Regions from separate parts of the Mus musculus genome. Here region 2 is linked to region 1. Evidence: chromatin contacts called from public Micro-C data. All regions are on one chromosome and are shown on one strand. Each heading gives the region's core, a stretch centred on a gene start, on an enhancer-like site or on the middle of the called end of the contact. The rest is flanking DNA. Distances are from core to core; before and after follow the strand shown.

Evidence for each region. A called contact is a pair of places that touch in the nucleus more often than the background predicts.
Region 2: a contact with region 1 is called in a Micro-C map of muscle stem cells, with 2.5 times the contacts expected there. The contact joins two enhancer-like sites. A contact is called at or near these places in 4 of 39 promoter capture datasets (the C10 cell line, HPC-7-derived erythroid cells, hippocampal neurons and 1 more), 1 of 484 Hi-C or Micro-C datasets (muscle stem cells), 4 of 115 datasets of contacts at active chromatin or transcription factors (embryonic basal ganglia, embryonic forebrain, embryonic hindbrain and 1 more) and 3 of 9 other capture datasets (adipose tissue, liver and pancreatic islet).

Annotation. Positions count from the first base shown.
Region 1 is chr1:66,165,312-66,171,648 of GRCm38.p6, forward strand. No RefSeq gene overlaps it. Among named protein-coding and RNA genes, the nearest start is that of Gm51629, 62 kb to the right of the region's middle. Within about 2 kb of position 3,555, at least 14 of the 459 cell types and tissues checked have an H3K27ac peak or open chromatin away from gene starts, as enhancers often do. A contact at or near this core is called in muscle stem cells, where this site is marked.
Region 2 is chr1:66,359,643-66,365,979 of GRCm38.p6, forward strand. It overlaps Map2 (microtubule-associated protein 2), which reads left to right. Exons shown (of 15, transcript NM_001310634.1): 3 at 2,561-2,638. Among named protein-coding and RNA genes, the nearest start is that of Map2, 41 kb to the left of the region's middle. Within about 2 kb of position 3,784, at least 24 of the 459 cell types and tissues checked have an H3K27ac peak or open chromatin away from gene starts, as enhancers often do. A contact at or near this core is called in muscle stem cells, where this site is marked.

The sequences.
Region 1 (6,337 bases), core at 2,305-4,804:
TTTCTGATAATTGGACCCCACTTAGACACTGCTGTTGAACTCAGTCATAATAGCAACTCCATGGATTATATAGTTCTCTGGCTGAGAAAGGAACAGCAGCCCCCTTTACTCGCCTAGCCAGAAGTGATGTTTCTTTCATCTGAAGGTCAGGCCTAATCCCCATATGTCATCTGCCTTACAAAATGAATTATTATCTTATTTGCTATATTAGATTCCCTTGAGCCTAAAGTATTTTCAGTGATTTTTAACTGATTGCAAGGTAACTTGGACAGAAGCAACCTTGTTTTCAATATGATTTTGCCCAAAATGAATAATGACAAAGAAGATTAGCGACTAGGGATACTGGTAATTATAACGTCATGTTAGGGACTGAATTTTCCTCCAAGAAGAATGACAAATGGGGTAATATGGCAAACCAATGGAAAGGTAACTCCAACCAAATATTGCTAATAAAAAGCAACTGGTATACCAAGGTTTCTAATGAAAAATACATATAAAACAAGAGGAGATGTATGTGGAATTGAAGTATGCTACCTTTCTGGACTTTAATGAAGTGAAAAAGTTTGTGTGCGTGTGTGATAAACATAAAAGGCCAGTGAAAGAATGCCTAGCCAACAATCTAATAGAGTTAACAGGAAATATTAGAAATGATTGACTAGTTCAAGTAAAGGCAAATGCTGTGGCTTGGGTGTGACTTGAGTCCCTGCGCCCCCCACCATGGCTTATGTGTTAAAATGTTATCCCCTCTAAGGAGTGGAAGCAATGCAATAGGTTGCCTGGAGGTGGTGCTTTGGGAAAGTAATTAGAGTTATACAAGGCCATCAGGATAAAATCCCATCACTGAGGACTGGTGGCCAGATGACAAAGATAAATGCACTCCCTGTCTCTTGTTGGGTGGTGTCTTGTACAGTCCTGGGATTTTGCCACCAAGAAAACCATCATTAGATGTTGACCCTTGATCTTGGACTTCAGAACCATAAGCCAAAATACATTTAAAAAATGTTTTCATGGTCTGTGATATTGTGTTATTGGCAAGAATAAGGGAAATAAACAAATAAAGAAAAGGGAGGGAGGAAGGCAGGAAAAAGTGAAGAAAAGCAAAGAAGATGAGTGAAGAAGCAGTTTTGAAAAATACAAAGTAAATACCAAACCTGAAGATTTACATCTTAAAGTAATTTTAATTATAATGAACAGAAATGGAGAAAACAGAGCAAAAATTTCAAACTAAATTAAAAACAAAACTCGATGTCATATGCAAATTATATGTGCCCTAAGAAAGCAGGAGAGATTAAAATAAAAAGGGTGTGTAAAGGTATGACTTTAGAATTCTACCAGAAAGTTGATAAGATGCGACGACTGAAGGTGAAGTGGGAGCTGAGTCATAGGCACAAGAGAGAGAACTGTCTCATGATTATGGAATAGCCAACGGAGAACTTCCACAAATATTCAATAGCCAATGCATTTAGAAAGGATGATCATGTCTCCTTTTTAACATATCCTCAGATGAGTGAAACGAGATGGTTAAACCTAAAAGAATAATAATACAAAGTGAAAGATTTCAATATATAGTCCTCAGAAACTAAAACAACAAAAATAAAACCAAAGATAAACAACAAAACAAATCCTAGAAAATTTTAATAAAAAAAATTAAAAATAAAAAGAATTGAATTGCTAAGTATATAGACCACAATGACATAAACATGAAAATTGCATGCTATTTAAATCATATTTAAGTGTGAAAGACTTTGGACAAAATTGTGTGATCAACTTGCCAGGCAGGAGAGGCAGTACTGTTACATGGGTAAGCACCCATTCTTTGAGTTTAAGGTCCTCTGTACCAAAAGTAATCCATTCCTGGATCTGGATAATTGGTCAGCAATCCATGACAGGTGATAATGAACTGAATATTGCCTTTTGATAGTCATACAGTCAGTAACAAATGCAAAAAGACCAGGCAACCTTAAAAATATACTACCTGAAACTATCCAGGCATAAAGACCACATTGTATGTGATTTCATAGATTTGAGTTTAAAATACACAAAAACATAAACAGAAAGCAGATTAGTATATCTTAGAGGCTGAGGGCAGGAGAACAAAGAGCAGTGATTACTGTGGGATTTCTTTTCGTGTGTGTGTGTGTGTGTGTGTGTGTGTGTGTGTGTGTGTGTGTGTGTGTGTGTGTATGCATGTATGTATGCACTTGTGATCACCTGGAGGCCAGAGGTTGACTTCAATCCACTTAAATGTGTTTTTCTCCATTTCCCTCTTCCTTAATTTTCAAGACATGGTTTCCCAATGAAGTTGGAGCTCAGTGAATCTGAAAGACTGGCTGGCCAGTGAACCTCAGGGACCTGCTTGTTTCTAACAATTTAGACTTGAGATTACAGGTGACCACCATACTCAAGCTGGAATACATAGGTTCTGGGATAACACCACAGTCCTCATGCTAAAAGTATGGCATGGAATACATGCTACATAATTGTTAAAATGTGTGGCATTATTATATTAATTTTAGTGGCTGGTTTTGAGTGTCAACTTGACACAAACTTGGGGTCATCATAGAGGGAGGAGCCTCAGTTGAGGTAATGCCTCTACAAGATCCAGCTTTAGGGCTTTTCCCCCAATTAGTGATCAGTGGGAGAGAGCCTAGCCCATAAAGGATGGTGCCATCCCTGGGCTACTGGCCCAGGGTTCTATAAGAAAGCAGACTGAGGAATCCTTGGGAAGCTAGCCAGTAAATAACACTGCGCCATGGCCTTTGCATGTGCTCCTACCTCCTGGTTCCTGCCATGTTTGAGTTCTTGCCCTGACTTCCTTCAATAATGAACAGCAAAATGGAAGTGTAAACTAAATAAATGCTTTTCTCCCCAACTTGCTTTTTGTACTCAGGGTGTTACATCACAGCAATAGAAACCCAAACTAATACATTAATATTATTCAAAGTAAATTTCATCAAAACCATATTACCAGAAAAGGAGGAAAATGAATTATGATAGGTATCAATTCATCAATAAGATGTAAGAAGTCCTACATGTGTATTAATAATGATTATCACACATGTGCACTAAAAGGATGCATTTTATTTTAGTTGTAGAAAATGCATGTTGGAAATTTTTAATGGAAATAAAAGGAAATAGGGACAATTATATAATTATAGCTGTGGATTTCAATTCTTGAGATTCCATCTGAGAATTAAAGAAAGCAGAGAGGATATCAATAAGTATGTCAGTATAAACAATACCGATTAATGAACATTTATATAACAACCCATTTAGCAGCCAATTGTACAGTTTAACACATTTATAGGGATATATTTTGCATGTTAAAAATTTTCTAATCATCTGTAATCCCAGCACTTGGGGAGTAGATGCTCCTGGATCTCTGAGTTCAAGATCACCCTGGTTTAGGACAGCCAGGGACACACAGAGAAACCCTCCCTCAAAAAGCAAGCAAATAAACAAACCAATCCACCCTCCCAGTACAAACGATATTTGATGAGCACTGAAGAGCTCAGTGGCGTGCTCCCATTCCAGCTGTGGCGCTCTAGAGACACCACACTGAATTCCCACGCTAGTTATGATCAGTTGCTGTTCCCACCCCTGGCCTTGGCCACTAGTGATCTCCTTGTGGGCTTGGCAGCTTTGCTTTTTATAAAATGCCATTCGAATAAAGTCACACAGGAAGTTCTTTGTATCTGGCTCCTTCAATTTAGCAAAATGCCTCAGTGTTTATCCTGGTTGTTTCATGTGTCAGTGTCTGGGCCCTGAGACAGCACTGTGTCCTAGCACAGAAATCTGTCATACTTGGTTCATTCAACTTCCTAAGTGATAGATGTTTGGACGACTTCCATTTTTTGAATATTGGATGTTATGCTCCTATGAGCACGAAGATTTTTTTTTCTAGGCTAAGTGGATGAGAATAGAATAGTTAGGTCATGTGGTAGGTATATTCTTAAGTTTTTAAAGTGGACTAAAAGCTATGCAAAGTAGATGCTCACTTCTGTAATCTTATATTAATCTACAATCCCTAGGGTTTTCCCTGCTCACAGCCATATCAGCACTTGACATTTTTGTTTATCTTTTGAACTGAACACATTTTAGTGTGTATTAGTAACATCTTGTTGCAATTTGAATTAGAATTTCATATTGATTCATGATACGAACCCTCTCTGTATGTTCTTAACTGCTGTTATTATACCCTTGGTAGTGAAGTGCCTGTTATAATATTATTGTGATGGATAATCAGCAATATGAATAACTGTCTCATTTTTAATACATAATGGGGATGTTTATCTCCTTAAACACTACACAGTGAGAATTCTTTATAATTTCTGGATATATGTCCTTTATAAGCAAAATAATTTGAACATATTCTTTCCAATATTGTTTGCTAAGGTTTTTAATAATGAAGCCATTTGAAAAACAAAAGGTTTTAATATTGATTTGTTCATTTTGTGGGAGGAGCTAATGGTTTTGGAATTATAATTAAGAATTCTTTGCCTAATCTGAATCCATGGATATTTTCATCTGTGCTTTGACATGGTCTTTTATATAGTCTTCTGTATATAATATATGTGAGTCTCGGATACATTCTCAGTGAACTCTTGATAATACCACAGAGAATATCAATGATGTTAAATGCCACACATAAAATAAATTTTAAAAATAAAAATAAGCTTTAGCACATTTAAGAGAATGACATTATGAGGATGTAGCTTAAGGTGTGAGGTCCTGGGTTCTACCCTTGTATTTAAATAAAAAAGAATTCAATCATGTAAAGTACATTCTCTACAACAGCTGAATTGAATTTGAAATAAACTGTTGGTATATTACCTAGGACTCTGAAGGGGAACAGTAGGATATGTATCTATGCATACAAGTAGATGAATCATGGAAATGCCTTGTTGTGGAGGTTGAAGAGTGCTAGCATCATCCATTTGAAAGTTAGATAACTATGTGAGCCCTTGACACAACTCTGCTCCAGCCTGAAGTCTGTAACCAGCCTTGGAAGCACAAGGGGGCCTATGAGTTCCATCTTAGAACATGTAGGTCTAGAGCAGAAAGATATGGTGTCCCAACTGAAGACTGAGAGTCATTATGCCCCTCTTTCTGCTTTCTGACCTAATGGGCTTCTTAGTGGGCCTATGAATGTGATCTTTAAGAAAACTAAATGAAAATGAAGTATTCAGTCAATAGATTTTCAAAGTTTTTTTTAATGCATCCCTTTCAGAATTTAAAACAAAACAAGACAAACAAACAAATAAACATCCTATATGTGGCAGATAACTCAATTAAAAGTTAGTCAATTAAAACTTATTCCTCGCTGGGCGTGGTGGCACATGCCTTTAATCCCAGCACTTGGGAGGCAGAGGCAGGCGGATTTCTGCATTTGAGGCCAGCCTGGTCTACAAAGTGAGTTCCAGGTCAGCCAGGGCTACACAGAGAAACCCTGTCTCGAAAAACCAAAAGAAAAGAAAAACAAAACAAAACAAAAAACCCCAAAAAACAAAACAAAAACCCAAAAAAACTTATTTCTCAAGTAAAAAATTAAAGAGCAAAATAGACCCAACAAAACATGTGAAATAAGAATAGTCAATAGATACAAGGAAATACTGAAATTGTTACTTATCAACAAAATGTGATTTCTCAAGAACTTTAGTTTGTTGGAATTCTATGGTTTTTTTCATTTCTTAGGTTCATTGAGTATAATTATAATACATATTTTAAAAAATTTTTTCACTAATTTCAACAACTTAATTACTTAAGAATTAGTTTTTGTTGATTTTCTTTTCTTTGAAAATGGGCCACATTTCTAGTGGGTTATAAGCTGAATTATTTTACAGTGTGTTTCATATTTTTCAAATGTTGATACATAGCCTCTGAGTTTTACTGTCCAAAGCCTTCACTGCATCTATTGATGATCACGTGACTTTTATCTATAAGTGCATTTGTGTCATTGCATATACGTTTTTAGACTTAAATATGTTGAACTCTCCTGAATCTCTGTAGTAAAGCCAAATTCTCTGTGATGAGTGATTTTTTTTTTGACATATGCCTGTACTGAGATTTCAAGTATATACTGAGGACTTTTGAACTTATGTTCATGAGGGATATTGGTCAACAATTTTCTTTTGGGGGGAGCTGTGTCTTTACCTGGTTTTAATATTAAAGCAATACTGACTTCATAGGAAAAGATTGGAAATGTTTTGTTGTTGTTGTTATTCTCTGCCTTTCTTCTTTATTTTTTTTTAATAATTAAAGAAACTGGTTGTAGTTATTCTTTGAAAATCTGGTAGAATTTGTCTGTGATTCTTGGGTTCTTTTTAGTTGGGAGTTT
Region 2 (6,337 bases), core at 2,534-5,033, 190 kb after region 1:
AAATCCACATGGCATTTACATGCCTCACAGAAAATGAAGTAAAAAAAAAAGGCAGTCATTTTCTTTTGTATAATAAAATCTCAACAAAAGTAGAAATTTGGGGTATACAGAGTATTATTGTCATGACTGGGGGCACTGAGTTTCTTAATAATCACTTCACCCTTTGGTCACCCTGTTCCTTTAAGTTGGCCCTTTATATGTTTAGAGTTGAAATTTTACTTTCATGTGTAACTATGGAGTTAAGTTTTGGAAGGATTATTAGGATAGTCTCTGGCAATGCCAGTATTGCTCACATTGTGAACATGCCATCTCCTGTTGGCTGCTGCAACAACACCATTGCTCAAAAGGTAAACACACACCTGCTTAGTTCTGCCTTTGCAGCATGAAAGCAGCCCTTGTCCTCCTGGGGATGAATGGAAATGGCTGGGTACCAGCAACATTGGACCTGGGAAAAGAGATGCCAGTAGGATGCAGCTGTCCTATGATCTGCAGCTTGCTGAATTTTGCTCTAGAGAATTCTTTTCATCTCCTTGTTATAAGGGTAAAAGACAAACACACACACACACACACAGACACATACACGATATATACTTAAACACTCATACACATGCATGTATTCTTTTTGAAAAACAATAGCACTTTCAGAGATTGAAGGAAAATATTGAGTTCAAAGAAAATGAATATGATATTTTGTTTTAACACTCATTTGTTAAATATAGAAGTTTCTTTTAACTGAACAGGATCAAGAGCTCTGTTCTACCATTTTATTTTTGTTCTAAAACCAACCTAGAAGGCTGGAACGGTGATGTCCTTGTTATTCGTGCACTCTCGAGGCAGAGACAGTCAGATCTATGTGAGTTCTAGGCTTGCCCCAAACACAGTGAGTTCTGGGAAAGCCAGGAAGCTAGGGCTATAGAGAGAGATCTTTCTCAAAAAAACAAACAAGAAAAAAAAAAAAAACTAAGAAAACAAACAAAGGAAAAACCACTCTAAAATTTTACTTGTCATCTAACTTTTAAGTAGCTACAATTCTACATAAATGTCTCCTCCTAGTGATTCTGTCGTGGATGGATTATAGATAGATAGATAGATAGATAGATAGATAGATAGATAGATAGATAGATAGATAGATAGATATAGATAATTAATAGATGTGTAAGAATATTTGCCTGTTGGTCAAAATTTTTGCACACAACGTTTTGCCCCCTAGCCAATCCAGATATTTTTCAAAAGAAACAAAAGCAGTGTGCCAGGATTTTAGTAGTCATTCTTGCTAAAATAATTATTAAAGTATGATAAGTAGGGAAAAATTCTACCATGTTTCTTTTTGGCTAGAACTTTCTTTATCACTATTTAGATGTCAAGCCTGTTCCGTTTAATTATCCAGCAATAGACATACTTGCTTTCATACCCTGTGAGTGTTCATAAGTCAAATGAGCTAATAATAAAAAACACTCAATACAACCAATATTTGTTGCTTTGAAACACTCTTGTCAGCTCTCCCACATTTATGTGAATTTACTGTTTAAAGGTCCAGATAGGCAGTGGATAGATATTTCAGTGGTAGAAATTTGTCTAATATGCCTAAGGCCTAAGGCTACATTTGATGTCTGGTACCATAATCAAAACAAAACATTCCAGAACAGACAAAAGAAGAACCAGTTGGTGCATATCTTCTGCTTGAATTTTTTTCTGGATTCTGAAGCTGTGTAGAGGCTGTCTATTGGGGTCTCACGGTTTTTAATGGTAACATGTTTTCCTTGGGTATGGGATAGGGTGTATTCTACTGGAATGAACACATATCAGTCCTGGGGAAAATTCATGAATACACACAGCTTTACAAACCCAGTATGGAAGAGTGGGACTGGACAGGAATTTGCACACTGTACATTTTTGTAGTCTTGCCCACAATGAGGGTGGCCTCACCTGTGTAAGACAGAAAACAGGCCTGAAGCCTTCCAGTGATGCTGTCCATCTCCTGGAACCACTTTAATGGGGAGCCTACATGACCCTCGGTGGCATGGGTTCTTGTTTTTTGGTTTTTGTTTTTTCAGCAGAATCCAGAGTGACTTTCAGGTTTTGGAATGTCAACATAAATTTAGGACTCTATGGAGAAATTTTAATTAGTTATTTAAAAAATCCCTCTCCATCCTGTGTTTCATGAAATCAATGCAGACTGGGCTAGAGGCCCAGTCTTTTTTAAAGCTTGCTGCATATAATTAACAATTATGAATATATTCTTTGGGGAAATTACACAATCTTCTACTATTTATTAGCTGAGAACAAGTCATAATTTTACTCTTCCTTGGATGTTACTCTTATGAAACACTGTTAATGTGGCATAGAAAGATACAAAAAGCATTCAGTAGCTTATACATTACTGCTCTGTGTCACAGGCTTGAGACAGTGCCCAGCCGGTCACAAATAAATATTAGGAAAGCGATCTTGAAATCTCATAGTTACCCAAAATCAAGAGAAAACTCATAAATTTTTTCATGTTGATAATATTAGCATGTGTGGGTCAGAAATTAGCTCATGAATTTTCTTTTTATTTTAACAGAAAGAAGCCAGAACATACCACCAGCCGTTTGAGAATACAACATAGCAAACTTCACTACTTTACAACTTCCTTGAATTGGTAAGACCCTATTCTCTCTACCATAAAAAGTGACCCACCCTTATGAAAAACACTTCACTTCTTTGCTAACCATGGTTTTTTTTTAATTTTGAATTAAATCCCAATCTATTTTTGAGGAAGAAATACCATTTTGAATTTCACAGTTAATAGACTAGAAATTATAAAATACCTCTTCAGAGTTTTTAAACTGGCTAAATGAAGTATCTTGCTTTAAAATGAGGATTGAACCAAGCCCCTTTCTTCAGCTGTGGCTAACCATAACAATATTTCCTCTCTTCCTATCAATGCGCTAGGCATGTGCCTGTATGACTTTATGTAAATTAATTAATTTATTTCCTTACATCAGCTCTGTGGGGTAGGTAATAGATGTTTTTAGGTAGGGGCATGAGACAAAGTGATGAGAGACAGAGCTCACCAAAACTCTACACATGGGAGAAAGAAGCCTAAAACTGTGCACACAGGAGAAAAAGCCCAGCCTCAGTGGTGATGCAGGGATAGTTACCTGAGGAGGAAATGCCCAGGAATCATTGCCCCTGCATTTTACATAAATTCCCTCTGGATTTACATAAGAAGGTAACATTTGCTGAAAATGCAGGCAATAAAAAGCAGGTACAATTATATGTTCACCTGCCACATATCTAATAACTGCATGAATACATACGTGAGCACTCTAGGTCACTTTACAAATAGAAATTACGTTTTCTTTTTCTTTGCACGTTTTCACAGAGAAACTTTAAAATAAAGTCAGAATAAAATTATACAGAGATTTCAAGAGAGTGATCAACCATTCCAGAAAGTGCATTTGAGCTTAGGTCTGACTTGTTTCTATTAAAGGTATTGTGCTATCTATAACTGGTCACAGCATTGTTTACTTTATCGCTTTTATTAATCCATTAATTTAGTTTTGAGTGAAAATTTCATAATGTTTTCATTGCAAAAGGCTAACAACACGCAAATACCGAAGCACTGCACATAGATGACACAGCTGCTCACACACATGAAATTTCACACCGAAATTCTTTTCTGAATAAACCATGACAGGAGGAAAAGCACTCTTTGCTTTCTTCTCACGTCCCTGCTCTCCTCCCAGTGAGGGTCGGGACTGTAAAGGTGCACAGTGGCCTCTGTGTGTTCTACCAGGTGTCAGACAAACACGTTACAGTTCTACCGACATTCTGAGTATACAGAGCTGCTGTCACACTGCAGATGTGGCACTATAAGTCACCGTCACTCAGTTGTATTTAGATGCAGGCATATTGGCACAGAGATTGGTTTGGCTCTCCTTCCAGCTGTTACCATGGTTACTGCTTTACATATTACCCTCTGGTGCTTATTATTACGTCTAAATATCTTACAGCACTTTAACGATTCAATGCTAGCATGGCTTTAGCGTGTCTTATAAAACGTATTCAGAATTTGTGCATAAGGGAGCTGATGCTTTCTCTATATGACACCATGCCAAGCCCTTGTATGCTTTTTTGTTCCCCAGCTGGAAACACATCTTTTAATTGGCATATGAGGATTTTACTAATCTCTTGCGACCCATGATTTTCACAGTTCCACCATAATATAATAATCAACATAGGTTTTATTTCACCATAGGTGAAATTCTGACTATTCCCAAACATAATATAGCTACTACAAATGAAATTTGAAATACTTAAAAGAAAACTACATTCTGGGAGGTCTGTGTTATTTTCTTACAATTCCTTAAAACAAATAATTACAGGAGTAGTTTTAATAGAAATTATTTTTTAATTATTTTCTAACGTGAGAGTTAATTCTAGAATTTGCTCATATGTACATAGTTGTTTATCCCACAGTATTTTTAGGAATTTCTGTGTATATCGGGGGGGTTGTTAAAAAATCAAGAAGAAGTCTTATTTATCAAAAATGATATCTTGGAAAACATGAAGCTCCATCCAGTGCCCCTTCATACATAACCATTTCTTCAGGGGTTTTTAATGTAGGGATGTTATTCAATGCCACATGATCACCTTTGACACCTCTAACACCTCCAAATGAAGGATTACACAGAATGGAGTAATCACAGTGGAAATATTTCATAAATACCATCCTTTGTTCACTAAGGGTGCTAAGTACTATATTGTGCAAATTTGAAACTACATATTTCCAATATAACACATGCAATCTCAAATGTAAAGGTAGATCTTTGTCTCTGAATTGTATTCTATGATTCCAATGAAGTCAGCAACTCTTTTCACACAAAGCTCTCTGGATATTACAGTGCACTGTTAATCACACTGAAAATCAGCTTTACTCTAGCTTCAACCACCTGTTACAGGCATATGGTTGACCTCTTTAAGCCCCATAGAAGAGCATTACAGTACTTACAGCTGACCAGATATTAGATGGCAGACAATTGTCATCGTTTGCATCGCCCAACATCATCTCAACATGGTTTCCTCCCTCTGATGGCAGAGACTATATCACATTCTAACCTTTGTCACCAGCACCTAGGCCACCACCTCCCAGGTAAGCTTTCATTTGCTGGAGGGAAGACTGGGTATCCCAGGGTTCCTGGGGAACATAGCAGGTAGATGCTTTGCCCACAGAATACCCACAATGCACATCAGCAATGGCTGGTACCTCTTAAAGGATTCATTTGTCTTAGCAGAACCTCCTGCTTTTGCGGAGCTTAAGCACTTTCCTGGTTTCAATCCATAATTTTTCTGATTTTACAGTATTTTGAAAAAGTTTTGTTGCTTCTTTTATCATCTCAGCTCTTAATTTATGATATAAAAAGTTCCCAAACTACATAGGCAAGTTAGGAATAAGGCACCTATATGGATATAAGGAGAATATTAGAAGTCTAAAAAAATATATGTATTGTTCTTGAAGTCGTTTAACTACAATTCAACATAACTTTGATTATACATTCATCAGAACATTTATGTCTTTTTTTTTTTCATTCATAGCTGGAGGGAGTTTATCTTTTAAGAATTATTTTGTGTAAGTGGATGAGGATTTTAGTCTAACAATATCCCGAGGAGCTACACTTGATGACTATTTATACTGCTCAGAGCACTTGACAACAGAATGATAAACAGTATGGCCACATTGCGCCAACCATCCGCTAACAAAAAGAGGATGACAACCTGGTATTCCTTCCATCTTCTCTGAAGATGAGCGCCTTGGCTTGCACTGATCACTGCCTCACACAGATTGTCTATGCATTCTACAGAGACAATTTACAAGATGCATTATGCATTCTAAAATAAATTTGATTGGTAACTTTAGGATGTTTGATGGTACTTTGGCAAAATACGTATTCTACTCTGTGCCAGGAGCTATTGATCAACCTGGTGGCGAGGTCTTCTAGCTGTTATGGATCAAGAGCTAAGCCTTGGTGAGGTTTTTAGAGAAGGATCAATACTTAGTTATCTGGAGACAGGGAAAGGGAGAGTTGCCCACGTCCTCTGGCAGGAGTTAAAATAACAATGACAATCCTCCTACGTAACAGGCTGAGTCACTAGAACATTCTTCTGCTTCCTCAGCAGTCCCCAGCAGATTGTTTGGGCTGGAGTTCTGGAGGCAGAGGTGGGAGCCACCTGCTATAAAAGACTGCTGTGACCAAAGATTGTCTTTTAACAGTTCGGCCAAATAGAAACAGGAAAAGAAAACATTTGGTACTGACAAGCACCTAAATCTAAATGTTTGAATACAAGAATACTGGTC